2 separate regions of the Athene noctua genome follow, and region 2 is linked to region 1. A link is a contact called in public Hi-C data. All regions are on one chromosome and are shown on one strand. The core of a region is the stretch at or near the end of the contact, and the rest is flanking DNA. Distances in the headings are between cores, read along the strand shown.

The links. A called contact is a pair of places that touch in the nucleus more often than the background predicts.
Region 2: a Hi-C map of heart shows a contact between it and region 1, with 5 times the contacts expected there. The contact joins the promoter of HOXD13 here to the promoter of ATP5MC3 in region 1. A contact is called at or near these places in 2 of 2 Hi-C or Micro-C datasets (heart and liver).

The regions. Positions count from the first base shown.
Region 1 is chr7:24,756,035-24,762,262 of bAthNoc1.hap1.1, forward strand. It overlaps ATP5MC3 (ATP synthase membrane subunit c locus 3), which reads right to left and starts at 4,713. Exons shown (of 5, transcript XM_074911319.1): 1 at 4,584-4,713; 2 at 4,422-4,499; 3 at 3,367-3,444; 4 at 2,803-2,996; 5 at 1,218-1,464. The coding sequence starts at 4,460. The coding sequence ends at 1,350.
Region 2 is chr7:25,129,519-25,135,244 of bAthNoc1.hap1.1, forward strand. HOXD13 (homeobox D13) reads left to right here and starts at 3,092. Exons shown (of 2, transcript XM_074910983.1): 1 at 3,092-3,809; 2 at 4,606-4,856. The coding sequence starts at 3,092. The coding sequence ends at 4,856.

The DNA of each region.
Region 1 (6,228 bases), core at 3,463-5,962:
TCATCCTCTGGAGATTACTATTTTCTCCTGAGAACATATGGGGAAAGTAACTTCTCATGCTACGTCCAAGTTAGGCTACATGCATCACAGAATCATTTATGCTGGAAAAAACCTTTAAGATCAAGTCCAACCATTAACCTAACACTGCCAAGTCCACCACTAAATCATGTCTCTATGAACACCAATTTGGTATTTGAATTCAGATGCAAACAAAGGTCTTACCTGCACCTTGCACTGATCTGAGAGCCACCAGTCATTTCTCCATTTCCCTAGGGGTAGGCAGCTTATAGTATAAAGTTTCCTGGATTGAAATCAGTAATTACCCATTTAACAGCAAGATGACAAAGCTCGTACATGCTTGCTCCCATTCTTCCAAAGCATTTGTTGAATGATCCAATCTATTATTTAGTATTCTGAATAAAGTTTGAGATGCTATCAACCCCCCCACCAGGTTAGTATATAGCAACACACAGTATGTTGCTTAAGTGTAGACCCCACTAATGCATTTATTGTTAAAAGACAGATACTGTGAGAAGCAGAGCTTGATATTGCAGAATTTTGTTAATAAAAATGCTTTGATCCTACTGCTTTTAAAAGAATTTGAGAGAACAAAAGGCTGACTTTACAAAATTAGGAAGCAGGAAGTTCTCCCTTTAATTAGGTGATGCCAAGAATGCAGTAACTAAGAGTGTAATATCAATGTGCTACAATTAAATGCCTTGGACCAACCTAAAGCAGTTGTTTAGTTCAACTAGGACACTGGTCAGAACCAAGTGGAAAATTTTTACCATGGAGATCAAACTTTATAGTGTAACTGAAAACTTAGGAAAAGAGAACATTCCTATCACTGTTCATGGGTTTGTGTTTAGCTCCTATCAAGAGGTGCCAGAACACCTTATGTGCCAGTTGGCCTGAAAAAAAAACATAATTGTGCACATAAATAGTTCTTGTTAAGTTTGAAACAGAAGTAAAGGAAGAATGCCAGAAGTAGAGCCTCTCACATTTAATTGGCATATCCTTTGATCTTTCAAAGATACATCACAAATTTAACAAACAAATTACATGCCCATATATATTAATAAAATGTTTGACTTGAAGTCATTGTTTGAAGGGTCCTATGTAATATGTAATAATCAGGAGAAATCCACAGTGACTGAATGACAAGATGCTATCTTCCAGATACCCTAGTGAGAAAGGTAATAAATGCAGGCAACAGGTTGACAGTTAAAGTTGTTATCTTTAATGAAATGACTTTGGAAATAGCATCAATTTCCATGATACCAACATTTTGGGAGTCCCATAAAATGCAGAATTACATTCCAATGCCAATATTACAGGCAGATCTCCTTTCACATGGCAAATAGGATCAAGAAAGCAACCATCAGACAGAAGAGACCCATAGCTTCAGACAGGGCGAATCCCAGGATAGCATATGAGAACAGCTGCTGCTTCAGAGAAGGATTTCTAAAAGAAAGCGAAGGTGTAAGACCTTTTTATTTTTACAATTGAGATGCTTTTCATACAGTTTAATGTATCTGACAGATTCAGAACCTCATACTTCCTTGCCACAGATTCCATAACAGGAAAAATCCAATAAATCCAAGCCAGAGTAATTTTTAGCAGGGACATCACTGAAGACTGGCAACTAAGATTTCATTCAGGTTATGCAGATTGTACACAGCTTCTCCAAATGAGCACACATTTTGTGACTACATTCATATAGGCTTTTGAATTTGAGTTCTCTACATTCTCCTATGCGTGAATCAGCACTATGCTTTATAAATTTATTCCACCTCTGTAACATCAGAACTACATTCCAATGAAATCTGTGTGTAACATTTTAAGTAGCTCTCAAATACTGGAACTGAAACCACCTAGAGTGAAAAAAAGAAACACACAGCAGTTTTCTGCAAAAACGCAAGGAATTAACACTCCATGAAGAGTGTGGGAGAAAAAAACCCCTTCAACATAAGGCTATGAAATCATGTTCTATAACCTCTGATAGACATGTTCACACCAAATTCAAAAAAAAGGAGACATTAGTTTTGTATTGAAAACATTTATGCTTCTTCAAGTGGAAAGTGAAGTTCCTTGTCTTCAGTAGAGCTTAAAAAAAATCATTTCGAAACAAGACTTCATTAAGTCTTAACTGGTTAAAAGAGTAATGAAGAACGTGAAACCTTCATTAAAGCTTTTTTATGCCTATATCAGTTCTCCTATCATATCATGTGAACTATTCATTATAAACTTATCCAGAAGTTCAGCCCTACTAAAAATCCCCACCCTCAACCCCTTCAGATTTCTGGAATGATTACTCACTCGATAAATTACATATTCTGAGATGAGTTAGAAAACTGAATTAAGTATCCATTTCTAAATAACACTCCTGACCACAAAATCCAAAGTATACAGACTCAAGCTTATTACCAGTTTTCATAGTTTCTTTTTACGACTTCTCCCTTCACGTGGGAAAAGATCCGGCTAGATTTTTAATTCAGTTCTGGAACTGAATGCTGAAACATTGGACTTCAGTGACCAAACCACTAAGTCTAATCCCCTTATTTCTTTCACATCTCTTCTACAGGCAGAGTGGACAAAATTCTGACTTTAACAACAGAGCCATCCTGATAAATATACAGTTTCATGTAATTCTGTTTAGCCATGTTTACCAATAATAGTAATTCTTATCAGAACTTATTACAGTGCCATCACCCTTACTACAACTTAGCTTATCTGGGGGTGCTGTCTCAAGATGTATCTGCATGCAATTAAAGAGTTTTGTAAGAGAGAGAGATTGATTACCTGGCATAACCAATGATTAGACTACCGAAGACTGTTCCAATTCCAGCACCAGAACCAGCCACACCTACTGTGGCAGCACCAGCACCAATAAATTTGGCAGCAGTGTCAATGTCCCTGCTGATAGCACTAGTCTGGAATTCTCTAAGTGCTAGTCGGGAGACAGTATTTTGGGCCCCGTTAAGTGTTGAGTTGCCCTAAGAAAACAAAATATGAAAAAGCATTATATTCAGTCAGAAACCATTTTCTATGACCACTTTGATAGTGTTATTCTGCACTTCTAAAAGCTGTATTAGATCCAATGTCTAGTTCCTCTTCCAAGTGATGAAACTTTAACCAAGAGTTAAAAACTTCAGAACAGTACCTGTTCCACCTGAAAGCAATCAAATTTAAATGTGAAAGACTTTTCAGGGGAAACAGCAAAAAAGCAACACATATTATTAGGTGTTTGACTTAAAGCAAGTGTCACACTACAGGTATTTGAGTTAGTACAAGTGAACTCTAGGTTGAGGACATTTAGGCTCACCAGGTAATTTAGGAAGATACAGAATTTTGTTTATAAGGTACCTCTCCATTCTTGACCTCTGGCCTAGACAACACAGATGCCGAAATTGGTCTGTACAAGACTCTTGATCCAGCACGGATCTGCAAGAGGAGGAAAAAAGCTATAAAAAAAGAAACATTTGATCACAGCTGTTCCCATACAATAGAACATAAGATTTAAGGCTATTATCTACTAAGCCATTTGTCTTACTTGAAAGACAGTAATCTTTGCATAGCTGGATATACAATAAACAATACAGAAGCAAACACTACCATGCAATTTGATAGCATCATTTTCACGAGCTATTATTGCAAATAGCTACATTATTCAATGAACCTGCACATGCATTACACTGGCAGAAAATGCATCAAAACAGTGACAAAAAAGCCAGACAGACCAGCAGTCAGTGACATACATTTTCAAATGAAAAAACAGAAGCCTTCAAAATTAATTCCGAAGCTGTTAAATGCACACACATAACCTAGACTTCTAAACCTAGCGAGACACAAATGAATGAATTCTCTTTCACAAGCGGCCTGCATGTGTCCTTGGGCTTCCAGCAGTCTAAGGTCATATCGGCTCTTGCACAAAACTTGCTGCAGGGGAAGCCTGTGCCTGCACCATACAAAACAAGACCTTCTGCAGGCTGGAGAGGACATTTTCGAGCAACACAGCCCCTTGTTTCTGCAAGGGCAAAAGATCCCGGCCCTACAGAGGACAAGCAACAGGCTGGAGTTTGACCTACAGCAAGGCGCAGAGCGCACCAGGCCCAAGAGCTTCTCACTGCGCTGCCCTCCCCCTTCACCGCTCGCGTGGGAAGGCCCCTCACCTTGGCAAAGGGCCCTGGCCCACGCCAAGCAGGCGGGAAGGAGAACCCGGCCCCGACGCAGCTCGCTCCCCCTCCTCGTCCCTTCGCACTCGAGCGGGCGGGCAGCCCCCGGCCAAGGCTCGTTCGAGGAGCCTGCCGGGGGACTCAGAGGCCCGTCCGACCCCCGGGCGCCCCCCGACCGCCGCCGCCCGAGACGCGGCCGGCGAGGAGGCCCAGGCGCCCCCCGCGGGCCCGGGCGCCCCCACTCACCAGGGAGGGCGAGGTGGCGAGCTTGGCGCAAGCGAACATCTTCGCGGGCGGCGTCCCAGGGGCCACAATCCGGTGTCTCTGCGGAAAGAGGAAGAGAGTGAGGGGCCCGCGGCGGCGGGCAGGGGCGGCGATGAGGGCGGATGGCGCGGCGCCCCCACTCACCCGCTCCGGCTGCCGCACCTCAGAGCCGTCGGGCCGGGGCGTCTCTGCGCAGGCGCGGCGGGGCCGCCCGCAGGCGCCCGGATGCCGCGCGGCGGAAGGGGGCGGTGCGCGGCGCCAAGGTCACTTTGTACCCACCCTATTGGCGGCGGCGGGGGGCGCGCGCGCATCGCCCCGCCCCGCCCCGCGGCGCCGCCGCAGTGGCGCTGCCCGCGCCGGGCCGAGGCCGGGGGGGCGGGGCGAGCGCCGCGGGCGGCGGCGGGTCCGCGGCGCGGCCGGAGCGCGGCAGTCGGGGCCGCGAGGCAGAAGTGCGCAGCACGTCAGGGGCCCGGCCCGGCGGCCCTGCTGCCGCTGAAACCCCGCGCTTGGGGGCGGCGCGGACCGGCACCCTGAGACCCTGCGGAAGGGGCGTGGGGCGGACGGGGTCGCTTCGCCCCGGCGGCGCGGAGAGGGCTCGTTACGGGGCGGGCTCTGAAGAGCTGCGGCCCGTTCCGCTGAGGGAGGGGGCGTGGCGCCGCCGCCGCGGGGAAGGCCAAGAGGAAACCGAGGCCCCGCGGCCGGGAACGCCCGTGCCCGGCGGGAGCTGCTGCCGCTGTCCGGGGCGGGGCGGTCACTAAGTGCAGAAACGTGCCCGGAACTCCTCGGGCCCCGCGGGGCGAGGTTCACTCACAGAAAAAGGAGGCGCGTCCGGAAGTGTTCCAGAGGCCCCTACTGTGTAATCAGAGTCACTTTCTCATGATGGGCAGGTTCACACCCAAGTAACGAAAAAATCCTTTTTAGTCAAGCTTAATTGGGACAATTTCATCACTGAGCTGAGCATGTGTTCCCGAGATTCCTGCTTTAATCACTTGTTCTTTGATGTTCTTCGCTTGATAGTTATTTTAATGGTCATTTAAATTAGATTATTATTTTTAAATTAAATGTAATAATTTAAATAATAATTTAAAATAAATATTATTAAATAGGATTGTTATTTTAATGGTCATTTACCACTGTAAGTGGTATTAGTGCCAACTAGGAAAAAATGCAGAAAAATTAACACTTCAGGTAAAACACTGGGTAACATTTAAGTTGCACAATTTTTGATACAATCTGTGCCATAAAAATAGATTTAAATTCTAAAATAGTCGATGTCCTACAAACTGTCTCAGAAGGGGTGAGTAAGAGGGTAAGGGCATTGGGTTTAGGGACAGGAATACAGCACAGTCTCTTGGGAGTTAGCTGCTGGCTTCCTCAAACTTACACGACTATTGATGTTGCTGTCACTGATTAAACCACAGGTGCCATACAGCTGAGACCTACTTCTTATCAGCAACTTGAACACCCACCAGCAAACGTGATCAATAGGCACTTTGCACAGATGCATACTAATGTTAAGGATAATGTTGCTTTTTTTTAAATGACACTACAAGGCAGTGTCTTATGATCCTTAGGTACAGTGGAGTTGTACTCAGCTGTAGGTCCTAAGCTGAGAGGCAACGGTACAGTTTGAATTTCCCAGCTTTCTGCTCCCTGCCTCAAACCCAACAGCAAGTTTGGTTTGGTTCTGGTGTGCAGCCAGAAACAGGGACTCTATAAAGACCAGCAAAAGAGGTTATAAGTTTCCTGCTTTTTTCTTTCTTTTCACATCTTACACCCATTGTTTGGG
Region 2 (5,726 bases), core at 1,842-4,341, 370 kb after region 1:
AAGCCGTAGTACAGATCTGGAGGGAAAAAAATGCTTTACCAATTTTCCCCGCTTTGCTGTTAAATCTTTTCATTATCGTAACTGGCTTGCTTGCGCTTTTTTTTTTTTTTTTTTTAAGAGGTAAGGGAAAATGAAAGCTCTTCTGTTCAGTTTAGCTATTAAAAGTCCACGCAAGTTAAAAGGTAACAAAGGCACGCAGTGGGCATGGGAGAAGTTTGGGGGAAGTATGCATCGATTGTTTTTCTTTTCGTTTGAGTTCTCTGTTCGTCCAGGACGATCTTTTTTTGTTTCTTTTTTTTTTTTGTTTTCCCCCTACAGCAAACACTAACAAGAGAAACAACTTCCTAAAGACGCAGTTACCATCGGCAAATTCTGGTGAAGGAGGCGATGAAAAAACTGAATTGTTTTTTCCTGGGAGACCAGGCGGAGGACAGACAGCAAATACTAAAAGCCTGTACTAAAAGCTTGAGTGGAGTCCTGACTGTGTTAAATCATGGCAAATGTATCTGAGGAAATGAGATAATTTCAGGACAAAAATCTTTTTCGGAGGGAGAACACAGTCATTTACTGCCACGATGCTATCTAGCTCGTGTATTATGCAGATTCCCGTGCAATGTGTCATTGGAAAATGCAATGCTGCTCCGCGGGGCGCTGGGCACCCGCGGAGTCCCTGCCGGGGGAAGGCAAGGTCTGTCCCGTGGGCAGAGGCCCGGCGAGCGCGGCACGTCGCCCTGCCTGCCGCGGGGCGAAGTCTCGATGGGGACTGTCCTCCCCGGGCAGGGGGGCGACGGACTGCTCGGGGCCGGGGCCGGAACCGGGACCGGGACCGGGACCGAGACCGGGGCCCCAGCACGACGCCCTGCACAGCCCTCGGCCCCGAGGGTGCGGGACGTCCTGCCACTTGTAAACAGGGCGGATGCTCTCGGGGATCCAACCTTGGCTCATGAGCTCATTATTTTTATTCGTGTGCATAATATCCTGCCGTACAAGGCAGTGCTGTTTTCTACACTCTCCACAAAACGGCTCATTATAGAACTGAAGTGGTTGGTCATAAACCCGCCCAAAGACAGTTTTCGGGGACACCGAGCGGGTCTCTCTGGAGCAGAGGGCTCGACAGGGCTGAGGGTCCTCTGCGAGCGTCCCTGCGGCTGCACCGTGGTTTGCTTTGATGTAAGGGAGCTCAGAAAGCTCCGAAACCCTGTGCTTTAGGTGCTCCTTTCTTTCGGCGGCCTTATTTAAAATGTCGTGACGGGAGAGAAAATTTCACTGCATTTATTGCGAGAGGAATCACAACGGGAGATGGGAATACAAGTGGAAAGATGTCCGAACAAATAAAGCCTTTCGGGTTTTGGGACTTTACTGTGTTAGCAATGTTTTCACTAGAAAGCTGCGTGTAGAAACATAAAAGGATGAGAAACTTCTACCTCGACAAAGCGTCCTCCTAATTATGTAGGGTTTCATGTCCTGAGCGTAAATACTGATTCGGCTTATTCGAGCGAAACACGTAATCATGTCTGGCTCACTTCTTAGCTGATTATGAAAGATTAATAACAATTAAGTGGTTAGAGCTAATGAACGTGAACTCGTGCTTGCCATCCGGTTGTTGCTGTGATTACTGGCACCCGTTTGTCATTCCTCATCCCGCTTCCAGAAACGGCCCGGCATTATTAGAGCGGCTACGCGGCAGGGCTGCGGGACGGGCGGCTGCTGCGCGACCTGCAGCGCTCCCGCTCGGCTCCTCCGCGCCCGCGGCGGGGCAGCAGCCCGGGGTCCCCGTCACCGCCCTCCCGGGCTGCTCAGCAAGGGCACCCCCAGCCCCGAAAGCGTGTCAGCACTGACTTTCACCTCCACGGCGGCTGCCTCTCTTCTCTCCTGCGCCTGAGCCTCCGCTGGGGCAGTAAACACGGCCCCAGCTATAAGCTTCTCAGCCGGCGCGGAGTTTCCCTGCCCTTCCCCGTGGAGCTGCCGCCTTTCCCAGCAACTTGTTGCCCTCCGCGCCCGAGAGAGGGTTAAGTGTCTGCAATACACAACCGCGGAGCCAGCCCAGAGGGGCAGGGGCTGGGACTGGGGTTGGGACTCATCTTCAGAGCTTTCTTCATTTCCAGCTCTTCGCGCTCCTGGAATTTCCATCCCGGCTCAGCGGGAGAGTCGAGAGAGACGACAGAAGGATTTGCCACAGTCTTGGGAAGTCACCCTCAGAACAGCCGTCAGCATAAGCAAACGCTGTGTTTTAACTAGGCTGCTTTACCACGACATGAACTGACACTGCAAGGGGAAAAAAGCCACATCTAATGAGTGCCAGGTTTAGCATCTTGCGCTGCGCGCAGAGCCCGGTGCCTTTTCCTGACTGGTAGCAATATCTGGGGGGCTAGAGGGGGGAGGTCTCCCAGAGACCGAGAGCTCAGTGGAGCCAGGGGATCCCTTCTTCCCTATAACAAAGCCCTTCTAGTCCATACCTCGCAGGGAAGGAGGGAGGTTGGGAGGATGGGATACAAAGACCGTGTCGGCTTTTTTCCCCCTGCCGCAGACACAACAATGAGCTGGGGAAGGTCTCGCCGGGGATCCGGTCAGACCCCTGCCCGCGGCTTCAAAAAGGGCCCCCGCCCGCGGCTTCAAAAGGGCCAGCGGAGGAGCTGGCCCTTTTGAAGCCGCGGGCAGGGGGAAGGGGGGGGATGAAAGCGACGGGGGCGAGGCTGGCCCGGAGGGGCATCACCGCCGCCCGCCCGCCCAACCCACCTCTCCTCAGCGCCGGGGCCGCGGCGGGGCGGGAGCGCGGCGGCGGGGCGGGGGTGGGAAGGCGGGGGGGGGGGGGGGGGGGGGGGGGGGGGGGCGCCGTCGGTGCGGACCGGGGGGCTGCGCGGCGAAAGGGGCAGTGCGGGCAGCGGGAGGGTCACATGTTTCGACGGCAGCCTATGAGCAGCCCCCCGGGCTGAGGCAAACTAATCTGCAGCCGGCCGCCCCCACCCCCGTCCCCCCTCCCAACCTGGACTTCGTTTTTATAAACGTACCGCCAGGATCCAACCTGTTGGAGGCAAATAACCATTTGCATCATGCCCGGCCGGGGACCGAGCCGCCGCCGCCGCCGCCCGCGATGTGCAAGGCCATGAGCAAAGCAGCGAGCTGGGAGATGGACGGACTGCGCGGCGACAGCAGCGGCGGCGGCGGCGGCGGCGGCGGAGGCGGCGGCGGCGGCGGAGCCCCCGGGCAGTGCCGTAATTTTCTCTCCTCGCCCGTTTTCGGGGCGGCGCACACGGGCCGAGCGGCCGCCGCCGCCGCTGCCGCCGCCGCCGCCTCGGGGTTCGCGTACGCCGGCGGAGGGGAGCGTTCGGGGGCGGCGGCGAGGCCCGACCCCCCGGCCAAGGACTGCCCGGGCTCCGCCGCGCCGGCCGCCGCCCCCGCGCTCGGCTATGGGTATCACTTTGGCAATGGATACTATAGCTGCAGGATGTCCCACGGGGTTGGGATCCAGCAAAACGCCCTGAAGTCTCCCCCCCATGCCTCCATTGGCGGCTTTCCCGTGGAAAAGTACATGGACGTCTCCAGTCTGACCAGCACGAGTGTCCCCGCCAATGAAGTCTCCTCCAGGGCGAAGGAAGTGTCCTTCTACCAGGGCTATACAACCCCCTACCAGCACGTTCCTGGGTACATAGACATGGTCTCAACGTTTGGCTCTGGGGAACCGAGACACGAAACATACATATCAATGGAGGGCTATCAGTCTTGGACTCTGGCTAATGGCTGGAATAGTCAGGTTTACTGTGCCAAAGATCAGACACAGAGCTCACACTTTTGGAAATCGTCCTTTCCAGGTACGAGAGGGAGAGAAATGGTCTGAGCTGAACCCCCCCGCGCCTCCTCCGCCTGCCCGTCCCCTCCCCCGCCCCCCGGGCTGCAGGGGCGGCCTGCCGGGGTGGACACGCTGCACAGACACGCACAGAGCGGAGAGAGAGGGGAGGACGGTGGATTTTCCTTTTTCCTTCCCCCCCCCACCCCCACCCCCCACCTACCCCCGAGGAAACCTCACCCTCTGCTTTCCACCCCGCGGGACAGAGCCCGGCGCCCCCCCCCCCCCCCAGCGCCAGGGCCCCGGCCCCGCGGGCACCGGCCCGGCCCGGGGCTCCTTCCCCCGCTGCTTCCCTCGGCGCTCGGGGTCGGACTCGCGTTCGCAGTTTGCAGGACGACGGCGCGGAGGTTTGCGCTCCTCTGCCGCTCCGGTCGGCGGCTGAGCCGCCCCCAGAGCACTTAAGAGACTGCGAGTAGTGAGGGCACAGAGGCGCAAACCACATGCAAACAAACCCGGGGAAACACACACCAAAGCGATTCCTGTGTGTGCGCTGCCAGGACCGACCTGCTCCCGGCTCCCCAGCCAATGCCCCCGCCGCCCTGCCTGCTCGCTAGCCATGCATGCCTCAAAAGTGATGACAGTCCATCAAGGTTTTGGTGCTTTACTAACTGCAAATAATGTGGCAGTGTAAATAATAATAAACTGTAAACAACCCGGCATTATTTATTTGCCCGTGAAAAAACAGTGCCCAACAAGTATCGGTTAAGCTTTAAACGCCTGTAATAAAATTCTAATTTTTCACATAATGTCTTTTACAATAGGGGACGTTGCACTAAACCAGCCCGATATGTGTGTCTACCGGCGTGGGAGAAAGAAGCGAGTGCCGTACACAAAACTGCAGCTTAAAGAACTCGAGAATGAATATGCCATTAACAAGTTCATTAACAAGGACAAGAGGCGAAGGATATCCGCAGCCACAAACCTGTCTGAGAGACAAGTTACCATTTGGTTTCAGAACAGGAGGGTGAAGGATAAGAAAATAGTCTCCAAACTGAAAGACAATGTATCTTGATCTATTAGTTGCGGACAGTGATGGATATATAAACTCAATTTACGACCAGCTAAAGACTTTTGGAAAGACTTGAAAATATATTTAATTTTTTTTTTTCTCCTTCCAGCGGTGGCGAAATTTCGGGAATTGTTTTCCATAAAAGTCAGCGTTTTTCTCTCAGTGGAAGGGAGTGCTGACAAATCTTGAATTATAGTTCTGTTTCTTCCTTTTGAAAATAATAATAATATTAATATTAATTATATTTTCTGTTCTTCCCTCTAGGCCAGTATAAACGAATTTAAATATGTTGAACGGTTACAGTTATAACTTTCTTAAATGATTAACTCTTTGGGGGGTTTTCTGTAATTTTTTTTTCTCTGAACAACAGCCAGTGCCAAAAAGTGTCAGTTTTGATTTGGTATCGTAAACTTCAAAACATGCCGAGTGAAAAAAAAAAAAAAAAAATCGATCGGAAAATGTAAGAAAGCCAGAGTCCGGACCCGTGGCAGCACCCGGCTGCTGCCAAAACCCGCCGAGCCCACCGGGACCCGGAGAGAATTGCGAATTGCGTGGAGGGTAACGTCTGCAGCTGGATTTTTAATTGCTTTTTCGAGGGAGGGCGAATCTCTCCGAGCTGTTGCGGGGCGCAAAGCACAGTCCCAGGCACGTACCACCGCGGTCCCCACTTCCGCAGGTTTGGGATTGGTTTTCTGTTTGGGGTTTTTTGGGGTGGTTTTTTTTTGTTGTTGTTGTTGGTTTTTTGTTGGGTTTGGGTTTTTTGGGGGTTTTTTTTTGATTTTTTTTGCCACGGTTTCGTTTTCAGTGGAAGGATTTCATATTCCCCGGTTGAAAAGGAGCCGCCGGTTCCCGGGAAGGGCCGCTTCGGGCCCG